Regions from separate parts of the Mus musculus genome. Here region 1 is linked to region 2. A link is a contact called in public promoter capture Hi-C data. All regions are on one chromosome and are shown on one strand. The core of a region is the stretch at or near the end of the contact, and the rest is flanking DNA. Distances in the headings are between cores, read along the strand shown.

Evidence for each region. Promoter capture Hi-C pulls out the DNA fragments that hold promoters and counts their contacts.
Region 1: a promoter capture Hi-C map of pre-B cells shows a contact between it and region 2, with 1.9 times the contacts expected there. The contact joins two enhancer-like sites. A contact is called at or near these places in 2 of 39 promoter capture datasets (macrophages and pre-B cells), 2 of 115 datasets of contacts at active chromatin or transcription factors (the NIH/3T3 cell line and embryonic stem cells) and 2 of 9 other capture datasets (adipose tissue and pancreatic islet).

What each region holds. Positions count from the first base shown.
Region 1 is chr2:155,366,709-155,373,509 of GRCm38.p6, forward strand. No RefSeq gene overlaps it. Among named protein-coding and RNA genes, the nearest start is that of Trp53inp2, 12 kb to the right of the region's middle. Within about 2 kb of position 2,728, at least 110 of the 459 cell types and tissues checked have an H3K27ac peak or open chromatin away from gene starts, as enhancers often do. A contact at or near this core is called in pre-B cells, where this site is marked.
Region 2 is chr2:155,215,474-155,222,278 of GRCm38.p6, forward strand. It overlaps Itch (itchy, E3 ubiquitin protein ligase), which reads left to right. Exons shown (of 25, transcript NM_008395.3): 23 at 2,518-2,614; 24 at 4,735-4,807. Among named protein-coding and RNA genes, the nearest start is that of Gm52565, 18 kb to the right of the region's middle. Within about 2 kb of position 4,223, at least 6 of the 459 cell types and tissues checked have an H3K27ac peak or open chromatin away from gene starts, as enhancers often do. A contact at or near this core is called in pre-B cells, where this site is marked.

The DNA.
Region 1 (6,801 bases), core at 1,478-3,977, 150 kb after region 2:
CCCTCTTCTGATGCGTCTGAAGTCAGCTACAATGTACTTATGTATAATAATAAATAAATTTTTGGGCCGGAGCAAGACGACCAGAGTGAACAGAGGTTCTAAAAATTCAATTCCCAACAACCACATGAAGGCTCACAACCATCTGTACAGCTACAGTGTACTCACATACATAAAATAAATAAATCTTTAAAAAAAAAAAAAAGACCAAGATACAAATGAAGTCTAAAACCCACATAAACCATACATGTACTCTACACTTCGGAAGCAATAGGACCTAGCCAGAAGTTTCAGAAGTTAAATCAAAATTTACAAGAGACTATTTGCTAACAGCAAAAGAAGCTTTGACAAGTTAGCAACCAGTCCCTGCCAGCATGGTGGTTCATGCCTGTAATCCCTTCATTTGGGATGGGAAGGCAGGAGCATCAAGGTTTTAAAGCCATCCCAGACTACACATATAGACCCTGCTTCAAACAACAACAAAAATTGACAACTCCTTGAATGATGCAGAAAAACCAACCCACACATAGGCTTTCCAGATATATCAAACTGATCGAACTCAAGAAATCGTCAAAAGAATGCCGGGTGTGGTGGCGCACGCCTTTAATCCCAGCACTCCGGAGGCAGAGGCAGGCGGATTTCTGAGTTCAAGGCCAGCCTGGTCTACAAAGTGAGCTCCAGGACAGCCAGGGCTATACAGAGAAACCCTGTCTCGAAAACAAAACAAAACAAAACAAAACAAAACAAAACAAAACAAAAAAAACAAGAAATCGTCAAAAGAAACAATCATAACAAGCTATTGTCCCAGGTGCTCTGGAGGCAGGAGAATTGCTACATAAGGTTAGACCACATAAGGTCAAGCATATCATAGCAGAAGTTAGGGAGCTAGGAAGGAAATCTTAATGTGATCTATAGTGAGCATGATTTTTTCCCACCAGGGATCAAGGAACTTTACTATCTTGAAAATAAACAACCACCGTGGGGGAGGGGCTGTGGGCAATAGCACCCCATGACGGAAGAGAATCAAAGGCATCCCAGAGATTGAAGAAAGAGGAAGGGCCTGACCTAGTCTTGTGTACAGACTGGGAAACTAGAGGCTAAAGAGGGACAGTGCCTGGTTCAGGAACTAACAGCAGATCAGTGGTGACATTAGGCCTAGACACCAGGGTTCCGTTTTTCTGGACCAGGGTCTCTGATGAGGCTCACTAGAAAGCTCACAACTAGTTCCCTCCTCAATCCTTCACCCTGTTATTGTAAGCCCCCATCCCCCCCAAAAGAAGAAGAAACAAAGATCTGAACTTACAGGCTTATGTAATTCCTCAGATTTCAGAGACCGGTGTGGCCATGGCTCTAGAGATTTCCTTCCTACTCTGAGCCCACACCGGCCCACAGTTACCAAAGTCATCCTGTTAGGAAAACAATGCTAAGATGTCACACTATGCCTAAAGCCCAAAGCTGGAGCTCCGCTCCTCTTCCTCTATTGGCTCCTCCTTCCCTCCCTAGGATCCCACAGTTTCCATGGCTGTGAACCCAGGCTCCTTGCCCCAAATACACACAACCTTCCCTGCTCGGGAAAGGAGGAACATATTCATAGTCTTGATTTGTTCTTCCCTGGTATCTGTCCCCCTTAGCCCTGCTTTCTTTTCCTAGCAAAATCTTAAATTCCTCAGTCCTCATTCCAGGAATAGGGCCTAAATAATTTGAACTAACAAATACACACTAAGACCACGCCATCATGACGGGTTGGGGGATGTACACGTGACCCACAGGGCATTCAAAACTCAATTCTGAGATTTTGGATGAGCCATTTGGGGAAATGAATCTCATCTTTTCCTTTGGGTTTGAGTTTAGAAGACGTCTGACTCCAAGAGCAGCTGGAAACCTCTTGGCTTATTCCTAGACGTAAAACAAGGCCAAAGTCTGAACAGCTCTACTCAGATACAGCGAGCCACCTGTGGACTTAAACAGCGTGTAAACAATCTCCTTTAAAAAAAAGAAAAGATTTACTTATTTATTTTATGTATATGAGTACATCATTGCTCTCTTCAGATACACCAAGAGAAGGCATCATTGGATCCTATTACAGCATTACAGGTGGTTGCCAGCCACCATGTGGTTGCTGGGAATTGAACTCAGGACCTCTGGAAGAGCAGTCAGTGCTCTTAACCGCTGAGACATCTTTCCAGTCCAGGAGCCAACTCTTTTTTCTTTTCAAAACAGGGTTTCTCTGTGTAACCCTGGCTGTCCTGGAACTCACTCTGTAGACCAGGCTGGCCTAGAACTCAGAAATCCGCCTGCCTCTGCCTCCCAAGTGCTGGGATTAAAGGCGTGAGCCACCACTGCCTGGTGCCAATTCTTAAGAGGCCGCAAAGTTACATATTCTCAACTACACCCTAAATTGGATGGGCAGAAAACCCTGTGCCTGGGGCTGGAGAGGTAACATCCTGTTTCTCCAGAGGACCAGACGTTGGTTTCCAGCACCTGTCAGGAATCTCACAACTGTCTGTAACTCCAACTCCAATACACACACACACACACACACACACAATAAAATCTAAACAACAAAAACAAAACAAAACAAAACAAAACAAAACACTACACCTCATTAGATCCCGAGAAGCCATAGAACCATCTATTGCCAGCCTCCCAGGGGACACGGGAGGCCCTGGGGAGAAGGCTTTTCCTGTCTGACAAGCCTTCTGGTGTTCTGGTGCAGCTACAGGGCATTCTGCCAAGAGCCAGATGAACCAGTCAGGCTCATCTTGGGCCTTCAAAATTCCCAGCTGTATCTGGGGCTTTAGTTCCAACCCCTAACAGTTCTTAAGTCCAAATGTCTGTTAAAAAGCCAAAGTTGTTTGTTAAGAGGTCAGTTGTGTATTCAACAGAATGTTTTGTTTTTGTTCCTGCATTTCCGTGGGCTACGTAGCAAGGAGTTCCAGATATTGTCAGAAAAGGAAGTCCAGCTCAGTGCTGAGTGAACTGTGCATCGTTAGCTGTCTGTTTACTTTTTCTCCGTGAGTATCAAGCTCTGGGAGGGCAGGGACTCAGCTGACTCATCTCTGGGGACACCATCCCAGGACCTGGGACAGAGTAAATATTGATATTGCGCTTCCACTTGGATAGCTCTAGTGATGAGGACTCACAGTCAGCGAGGACTGGCCTCCTCCTCCTCCTCCATGTGCATCTTTTCCTACCCAGGTGTCCAACACCCAGGTTCTGCAGAAGGGAACAGCTGAGCTTTGGCTCAGGAGGAAGCACACAGGCCAAGTCTGGGTGTAACCATGAGACAGGAATGCATCACTGATAGAAGTCTAAACTGGCATGGTTACGTTCAAAGTGTATATACCAATCGATTTTATAGGTCTAAAGGGATACCTCTTATTCTATGTTTTATTTTGAGACAGGTTTTCTGTAGCTCATTGAGTTCAAACTAGCTATACAGCTAAAGGTGACTTTGAACTTCTGAATCTTCTGCCTCCAGCTTCTGAGTGCTGGGATCACAGGAATTTATCACCATGTCTATTTTTAGGCAGTGCTGGAGGTTGGACTCAGGATTTAGTGCATGCGAGTGCTCTACCTCTTCAGCCCTATCTCTGACTCTATTCTAAACAGAGATGGTCCCTGAGGCATTGTTTGTCAGGGCAAGTCAGGGAAAACCCAAATGTTCAACAAGTGACTAAGGAAATGATTTTACATTATGAAACAGAATTCTGGGGGCTGGAGGGTTGGCTCAGTAGTTAAGAGCACTAACTGCTCTTTCAGAGGTCCTGAGCTCAATTCCCAGCAACCATATGGTGGCTCACAACCATCTGTAATGGGATCTGATGCCCTTTCCTAGTGTGTCTGAAGACAGCAACAGTGTACTCATATACTTAAATAAATCTTTTAACTTTTTAGGGGGGAGGGTCTTCTTTAATGAGGCAGAGTTTGTGTATTCACATGGCACAACTTCCAGGCAGTCTGAACAGTATAAGCATCCATTACATCATGGAAGCTGTGTAGTTATATCTTTAATATTTTTATTTTAATTTTTAATCTTTTTAATGTATATTCATTGTATGTGTCTAGACATGACCACCACCTGGTTATCTCTAGTGATGGGAACTCATGAGGAAGTCCAAGGACAGCTTGGAGTGTTGGTGATGTCTCTCTCCTTCCACCAGGGACTCCTCGGTCTCTCAGTCCTTCCTGGGGATTGAATTCAGGTGGCCAGGCAAGGCAGCAGCCACTTTCACCTGCTGAACTCTTTCACTGGCCCTAGTTTTGATTTTTTTGAGGCCTGACTTCAAACCTTGAATGGTCCTCCTGCCACCGACTTCTCAAGTGCTATGACAACCTGCCTGAGCCACCACATCTGGCTAGCCTTCGTTTTTAAATGCCAATTAAATTTTAAAAATTGCTTCAACTGGCCGGGCAGTGATGGCGCACGCCTTTAATCCCAGCACTTGGGAGGCAGAAGAAGGCAGATTTCTGAGTTCGAGGCCAGCCTGGTCTATAAAGTAAGTTCCAGGACAGCCAGGTCTATACAGAGAAACCCTGTCTTGAAAAAAAAAAAAAACCCAAAACAAACAAACAAAAACCCCCCAAAAACCCAAACCCAAAACCAAAACAAAACAAAAAAAAATTGCTTCAACTGCTTAGACCTGATTAAAGATACCTTAAAATAAATATGCAATGTTGGCATGGCAACACATGACTTTAATCTCAGCTCTTGGGAAGCAGAGGCAGGTGGATCTTTGTGAGTTTGAGGCCAGCCTGGTCTATGTAACGAGACTTTTTTTTTTTTTATGTTTTTTTTTGAGACAGGGTTTCTCTGTATAGCCCTGGCTGTCCTGGAACTCACTTTGTAGACCAGGCTGGCCTCGCACTCAGAAATCTGCCTGCCACTGCCTCCCGAGTGCTGGGATTAAAAGCGTGCGCCACCACGCCTGGCGAGACATTTTTTTTAAAGTCAAATTATGTGGATAAATATGAATTACAGTGGTTTTGATAAATGATTGGAAGTAACCTTCCTTTCCATTGGATATTACACCTACGTGAAATAAAGTGGAGCTGCTCTGTACATTGCTGATGAACAGTCTTCAAGATACAGTGTAAAATGAAGTGTATAGAGCAATGCTTCTATTTGTAAAAAAAATGCATGGGGACCATGCAGTGGTGGTGCATGCCTTTAATCCCAGCACTTAGGAGGCAGGAGGCAGGTCTACAGAGCAGGATGACCAGGTCTCCATAGAGAAAGTCTGCCTTGAAAACCCAAAGCAAATCAAAACAAGCAAGCAAGCAAGCAAGCAAGCAAACAAACAAACAAACAAACAAAAGACACACCTGGGGAGAATGCATGAAACCCTGAGCTGTATCCTCGGTACTGAATACAATGTGTGTGATGTCACAGGCCTCGGATCCCAGCACTCAAGAAGGGGAAACAAGATCAGAAGTTTAAGGTCTTCTATGGCTGCATAGTTCAAGATCGGGGGCTGGAAAGATGATGAAGTAATTAATTAAGAGTATTCATTGCCCTTGAGGAGGACCTGTGTTTGGGTCTCAGCACCTACACCTAGCAGCCCACAAGCATCCCTAACTTCAGCTACAGGGGAATCCAATGTCCTCTACTGGTCTTGTGTGCACAGACACACATACATAACTAATTAAAAATAAAAATCTCTTAAAAGAAAAGAAGTGACCTTGACTCTACCTTGGTTAAAATTTTAATTTATGCTTTAAAATTATACAATATATGAGTAAACTGTTGAACTGTTTAAAAATCTATTTTAATCAATAATATAGAGTTTAGGTGTTAACGAAATGAAAACAGCTCTCCTTTATGAAGGATTCATGTTCTCTTTGTTCCACCAGCCTTTCCAAGGACACTGGACTTAGAGATAGGCACCTGGGCTAGAACGGACATCATTCCAAGCAGTTTCTCCTATCACCTCTCACCCACTTGGCTTCCTGTTACCAGTGTTCTGGGCTGAGGACCAGAGCCAACTGATTATAGGGGTCGTATTTCCAGAGGTCCAGGAGGCTGGGGAGAGCCAGGCCAGGAAAAAAATGGGACATTTGGTCTCGCTCCTTTATTCTTCCAGCCACTCTGCCCCCTGCTCCACCTCCAGTGTATGCTTCTGTCTGGGCCCATGTAGTGGAGGCCTCTGAAAACCCCACTGGACTGATGAACAGGGAGTCAGCACACCAGTCTTTTAGCTAGCTAGTGTTCTAGGAGGCTTCTAAACGGGGCGATGGTTTACTAAAGAAGATGCAACACTGGACTTTCTGCTACCAGAGAAGAAGGTACTTAGAGGCAAACAAGACTTTACTGTTATTAAGTCAGACTTCTAGGCAACAAGGCACAGTGCCTAAAATGGTGGACCCTGGAGCTGGATGGGTAGAGTCATAGTCCAGGCTCTTGTCACTCAGCAGCTGCCAAACCTTAGATAAACCTCCTGCCTCAGTTTCCCAATCTGCTTTTACATAGGGTTATTGGGAGGCTATGATGGGATATTACATCAGGTGTTTGGGTGTGTGTGGGTATAGGTATATGAGTGGTTGCACACATGTGTGGGTACACATGCACACATGTGGACATATGTATACAGGCATTACTGTGGTGGTCCTCACTCCCTATACCATCACCTTCTGCCCACCTTTGGACAACTAGGGATCTGCTGTCTGTCTGTTTATATAACTTGTCTGCTCTAGAATTTCATAAAAATGTAGTTGTGCAATGTGTCATTTTTGTGTCTGGCTTCTACTCAGCATTTTTTTAAATTCATCTAGGTTTGTGGCAGGCATTAGAAGAGCCTTCCTCTT
Region 2 (6,805 bases), core at 2,973-5,472:
TTCAGACTCACCCAGAGGCAGAATTAAACCATGTGCATATTAATGCATTAACAAATCTGAAGTAGTGTGTATGTATAATGGAATATCATTTAGTCACCAAAAATGAATGAAACTTTTGATGTAAAATGAAGTGTAAGGCTTTAAAGCAGCATGAATTTTGAGCTGGGTATGATGTCTTATGTAATTATAGGTATTAGAGGCTAAGCTTAGGCTACTTAGCAAAGCCTGTCTCATTTTGTGCAGGAGGTATAGCTTACTCATGTTCCAGGCCCCAAATTCAATCTTCAACACTGGGGTTAGGGAGCGTTCAAGAAACAACTGGGGCTGGAGCTATAGCTCAGAGCGTTTGCCTAGTTATTGTACCTAGGCCTTGTGTTCAATCCCCAGCACTATGTGAAGAAATAAGTTTTTGAGACCTGACTTGGTAGCACATATCTGTACTTCCAGTCCTCAGGAAACTGGAGAATCACTGCAAGTTCAAGACCAACCTGATCTATGTAGTGAGCTCGGGGCCATCATCTTTCTGCCTTTAACCTCCCAACTGCTGTCATTGAAGGCAGATCTTAATTTTTAAATAATTGAATCAAGATATATACAAACATGTATTTATACAGACATGTTTATTCCACCTATGAGATTCTTTAAGTGGACAGATTTATTTTAGTTTTGGTTTTTCGAGACATGGTTTCTCTGTGCCTTTGTTGTCCTAGGACTCACTCAGTAGACCAGGCTGGCCCCAAACTCACAGAGATCTGCCTGCTGCTTCTTCCAGAGTTGCAGGGATTAGAGGTGTGCACCATCACTGTCTGGTTATATGCACAGATTTATTGAAACAGAATGTGGCATTGAGGTAATGGGCAATAGCGAGTAAACTTGTTTAGGATGATGAAAGTGTTCTCATGATAGCAGCGATAGATAATAGTGTGGATGAATTAATGCTGTTGTCCACTTAAAATTATTAACATGGGGAGCTAGGAATATGGCTGAGTCTATAAAGTGCTTGTCAGGAAAATAGGAGGACCCAAGTTTGAATCTGCAGCACACTCACACACACAGAAAAGTGGACACAGCAGCACACTTCTTAATCGCAGAGCGGAGGAGCCAGAGACAGGAGCATCCCCGAGGTGTCTCGCCATGTGGTATCGCTGAAAGCACAAACTATGGGCTCCATGAGAGTCTTGTCTCAAAGAGAAGTAAAACACGGTAATGAACTGTTGAGGAAGATATCTAATACTGACTGAGAATCTCCACACAAGTGCATGTGCACACGCATGTGCATGCTTACATGACAAGCTTACATACCTATACAATAATTAACATGGAAAACTTTACCACCATCTCCCACTTATTTGTCTGTTTATTGTGTGTGTGTGTGTGTGTGTGTGTGTGTGTGTGTACATGCATGTCATCATTTGCATATGGAGTCAGAACAACTTGCAGGCATCAGTTCTTTCCTTCCCAGGTGGCTCCTGGGATAGAACTTAGTCATCAGGCTAAGACAAGCAGCTCTGTCCACTGAGCCATCTCGCTGGCCACTTAACATAATTTTTTAAAAATAAAATGTAAAATCTTCTCTATACATGTAACAAAATTCATATTAAGAAACACAAAGATGAACTGGGTAGTGGCACATGTCTTTAATCCCAGCACTTGGGAGGCAGAAGCAGGCAGAGCTCTGTAAGTTCAAGACCAGAATGGTCTATAGAGGGAGTTCCAGGACAGCCAGGACTACACAGAGAAACCCTGTCTCAAAAACAAAACAAAACAAAACAAAACAAAACAAAACAAAAGAACCAACACAACAAAAACCACAAAGATGAGGTGAAATCATTGACAGGAGAACCAGCTTTGGTGGCTTATATCTATTTTCTGAGCACTTGAGGTTAAAACAGGGCAATTTTGAAATTTTAAGGACATTCTCGGCTATATAGCAAGCTTGAGGGTACTCTGGACTACATGAGACCCTGTCTCAAAAACTAACTGAATAAATGATTGACGTTAGTAAATAGGAGAAATAATTCCTTACAAAATATATTTCACTCAACCAAAACATTGTACAGTATAGAAGCATCTGTGGGATACCTCATACTTAGATCCAGAGATAAAGACAAAAAACATTTTTGGCTACATGTAGCTTACAAATCACTTAAAATTTTGAGGAAGGGGGTTTTGGTTTCATGAGCTTGATTTGATTTGGTTATGAAATGAAGAAATTTATTCAAGCTAGGCATTTGTGTCTTGCATAACTACAGGAGTGTGCTATAGGACAGCCAGTGTAAAGGGCAGGAACAATAGACCTTTGTGCTGCACAAGGAGGGAGCTGTGAGGCCTCGAAGAAGCCTTCAGAAACCGTCCTGAGACCTAGTAAGGAAGGCTGCTGAGACTCTGATGGGCATGGGTAAATTTGCTGTCCAGTGTTGCTGACATCTCACGGTCTTTTAAGATCTGAAATGATCATTTTCCTATCTTGTTCAATAATGTATGACTTACATTTCTCCTTAAATGTGATATTAACAGTTTGTTAAAGAAATTGATAATGAGAAGAGGATGAGACTTCTGCAGTTTGTTACTGGAACCTGCCGATTGCCAGTGGGAGGATTTGCTGACCTTATGGGTACGTATAAAGGGAGATTTCGTGGAGATTGGTTGCCTTACTGCTGTGAGATAATTGTGTACGCAACAGATCAGACACAACAGCAGGTGCACCTGTTTTAAACAGCCATGATTGACCTGGATTTTATGGACTTAAAGGTGATGTTTTAGTTCATACCTCAGTACATTTTTTCCCCCTATTTTATAAGACAGGGTCTCATGTACCCTAGACTGGCTTCAGACTCACTCGGTACACAAGGCTAATTCTGACAACACACCCATATATCTAAAATAATATAAAAAATTAAATATGTGTGTGTGTGTGTGTGTGTGTGTGTGTGTGTGTGTGTGTGTATTTGTTTTATCTTCTTAGGGCTAATCAGATGTCTCAACTGATAAAGACATTTTACAAGCCTGATAATTTGAATTAATTTCCAGGAACTCACATTTACGTAGAAGGAAAGAACCACTCTACAAAGTTCTGACCTCCAGTTGTGCACCGTGGCATGCATGCAAGTGCATATACACATATACCATGTATTATTATTATTATTCACACAAGTACACACATACAAACACCCTATGCCTGCATTATTATTATTATTGTATTTTTCTTGCATAAAATTTCTCCATGAGGCCGGGCAGTGGTGGTGCACGCCTTTAATCCCAGCACTTGGGAGGCAGAGGCCTCTGAGTTCGAGGCCAGCCTGGTCTACAGAGTGAGTTCCAGGACAGCCTGGGCTACACAGAGAAACCCTGTCTCGAAAAAAACAAAACAAAACAACAACAATAAAAAAAAATTCTCCGTGAATCTAATATATTTTTTTAAAAGTAATTTAAGTATGTTACATTTTTTTCTATTTCTTCCTCTTCACTTATTTTCTAAGACAGATAACTGGGGCTGCCTCAGCTGCAGGAGAGGCTGGCTTTGACCTGGTCTGCGTACAGTACTTCCCACGAACTGAGATTACAGGCCTCAGGCTTCAAGTTGGATGTATTACTGTTTCATCTAATTTGAAAAAGCAGTCATGGCAGTGGCCATTATGACACATGGGATTCTTTTTTTTTTTTAAAGATTTATTTATTTATTATATGTAAGTACACTGTAGCTGTCTTCAGACACTCCAGAAGAGGGAGTCAGATCTCATTACGGGTGGTTGTGAGCCACCATGTGGTTGCTGGGATTTGAACTTCGGACCTTCAGAAAAGTAGTCGGGTGCTCTTACCCACTGAGCCATCTCACCAGCCCGACACATGGGATTCTACTGAATTTCAAAATCTTCTCTGTTCCATGTTAGTGGAGCTGTTACCTGCTTGTCTCTGTCGTTAGAGATACTGTAGTGAATGGAAGGAAGCATGCAAAGTGAGTGACCGTCTCCTCTGTCCAGAACATTTTCTTACAGTCCTTTTTTGTGATAACCATTGCTGTTCCCTTATCTTACTGGGATATATCACTGCCAGTGAACAGGACTCATTGTTACAGACACAAAGAACTACTAATCTCTGTTATTCTGGATTTCGTCAGTAGAACACAAGAACTTTTTGTGCATGGCTGTCCTATATACTTAGAACGTTTAGTGTCCTGACCATCTAGTTCAAAAAAGCCAGCAGCACTACCAGTCACTTTAATCACCAGTGAGTGCTCCCCGGGGAGCTATAGTGTCTGGTTACTGAAGCAGTACTTGGTGCTGCTGAGCAGCACAGCTGTATCTAACAAGAGGTAGGAGACAAGCTTTGTGGAGAGGTGAGCGCCCATCTGAAGCTCAGTTGTACAAGGTCTGTGAGCACAGGCCTTCCTGTTGAATTCATGGGGTAAAGTTTTGACAGTTGGATATTTATGTATTTTTATGTAAGCTGTTATTAAATACGTGATTGTGCTATTCTAGCTAAGGAATGATAAATAAGCTGCAGGTTTTCCTCTTGGTATATATTAACAAAATGGTTCTCGAATTTCATCACTTGTCGGAAGTGCCTGGAAGCTTGTTAAAATGTGTAGAGTGGCCTCTGTTCCTAGAGTTGTTACTGCAGTAGGATTGGGAGAGGGCCTGGGCATCCGTGATTCTGAATGGCAATACTGCTGTTGAACTGGGAAGCATAAAGAATTTCTGAGCCAACAAGCTTTGTACTTTCATTATGTTCTAGGGAGTAATGGACCACAGAAGTTCTGCATCGAAAAAGTTGGCAAAGAAAATTGGTTACCCAGAAGCCATACTTGGTAAGCAAAATCAGAAATGTAGAAAACAGTCTTTTATTCACTTAGCCTCTGTCTACTTACTAGTAATGGCATAATTTAAATAATTTCCCCATAGCTTAACAACTTTACCAAGGCAGAATTTATGTATCACCCAATATATGATTTATTTATTTGTATTTGGGTGTGTGTGTGGCTGCATTAGTGTATGCGCATCATGTTTAACTCGCAGGTGTCCCGGCCACCCAGTGCAGCTGCTGGCAGTTGACCCCTGGCCCCCCAGAAGAGCAGCAAGAGCTTTCTGTGCTATCTCAGCAGTGCCCCACGCCCCCCTTTGAGATAGGATCCCATAGCTCATACCGCCCTCGACAGCCTCGTCTTTCTACGTCCCGAATGCTGGGGTTTCTAGTATACCAGGCAATGTAACCCATTTTGAGTTCAGGATATTCAGTAGACTTGCAGGGTAAGGCAAGCAGCCCTGCAGGTGTTGTGGAGTATACCCTCCAACTCAAGACAACCCCTGCCTGTCATTTGCCCTGCACGCCTTTTTCTGCCTCTCAAAGTTTAAACATGGGATTTAGAATTCTTGTACTTTTTCTCTGAAACAAGAAATGAAGTTTGAATTTTAAGAATCCTTTCTTAGCAATATGGTAAACAGGATTTTATTTCTTTTTGGTTTTCTTTTTGCAGTACTGGAAATTGAACCCAGGCACTTGCACATACCAGGCAAGCCTTCTGCTGACAGAGCTATATCCCTAGACCTTGTTTTCTGTTTTAAAATGCAGTTTAGCCTCATTTCCAAAAATGCACTAAAAATCAACCAGTCTTGATCTCGTTTTTCTTTTTTTCTTTTTTGCAGTCTTGATCTCAGGTAGAGTTAGTTTATATTGGAATTCAGTCTGCTGTCAAGCATATTTGGATTTTAACCATTATAGGCATGTGGCATTTAGTGCTAATAAGTGGGTTAACAGGGCTGTGAAGGCTTCCCTGTCCTCCAGCGGCTGCTGTGTGCTCACTAAACACACACTTGTAACCTCCAGCTCCTCGTGACAGTCTTCTTTTTGTCTCTGGGACTTTGGCAAAGTCAAGTACTTTTTACCTATGGAATCAGATCCTTCTCTCAACTGGCTTATTGTACTGAATGTAATGTGTTACAGTATATATCACAGTGTTCTCTTTTATTGAGTCATCTCGTTGTTGAATATGGCCTTAGGGAACAAACTCATTTCTGTTAGGCTGATAGTTTGTTGAGCCACATCCCCAGCCCCTCTACTACTATTTTATTCTTAATTGACACAAAATAATTTTATATGTTTATGTGACTTGGTTTTTGAAACAAGGTCTCAAGAAGCCTAGGGTAGCTTTGAACTCCTGGTCATCCTTCCTCTAATGTCCACATCCTGGAATTATGCTCATGGAGTTACCAAGCCCAACTTAAAAAATAATAATGTGTGGTCCTGGAGAGATCCTTGCAGAGGGCCTAAGTTCAGTTCCCAGCACACACATGATAGCTTACAACCGTCTGTAACTCCAGATCCAGGAGATCTGGTTCACTCTTCTGCTTCCACAAGCACTAGGCACACATGCATTCATAGACCTACAGGCAGGCAAAGCACACACATAAAAAAATAAAACTTTTAAAAATAATAATTTTTGCTGGGCGATGGTGGCACACACCTTTAATCCCAGCACTTGGGAGACAGAGGCAGGTGGATCTCTGAGTTCCAGGACAGCCAGGGCTATACAGAGAAGCCCTGTCTCAAAAATAAATAGATAGATAGATAGATAGATAGATAGATAGATAGATAGATAGATAGATAGATAGATAGATAGATAGATAGGTAGATAGATAGATAGGTAGGTAGGTAGATAGATAGATAGATAGATAGATAGATAGATAGATAGATAGATAGATAGATAGATAGATAGATAGATAGAAGTAAATAAATAAATTATATGGCACTATTGTAAATGGTTTCTTGGGTTCTTTTGGGGGAGGGGTGTAAATTGTTTGTTTTGTAT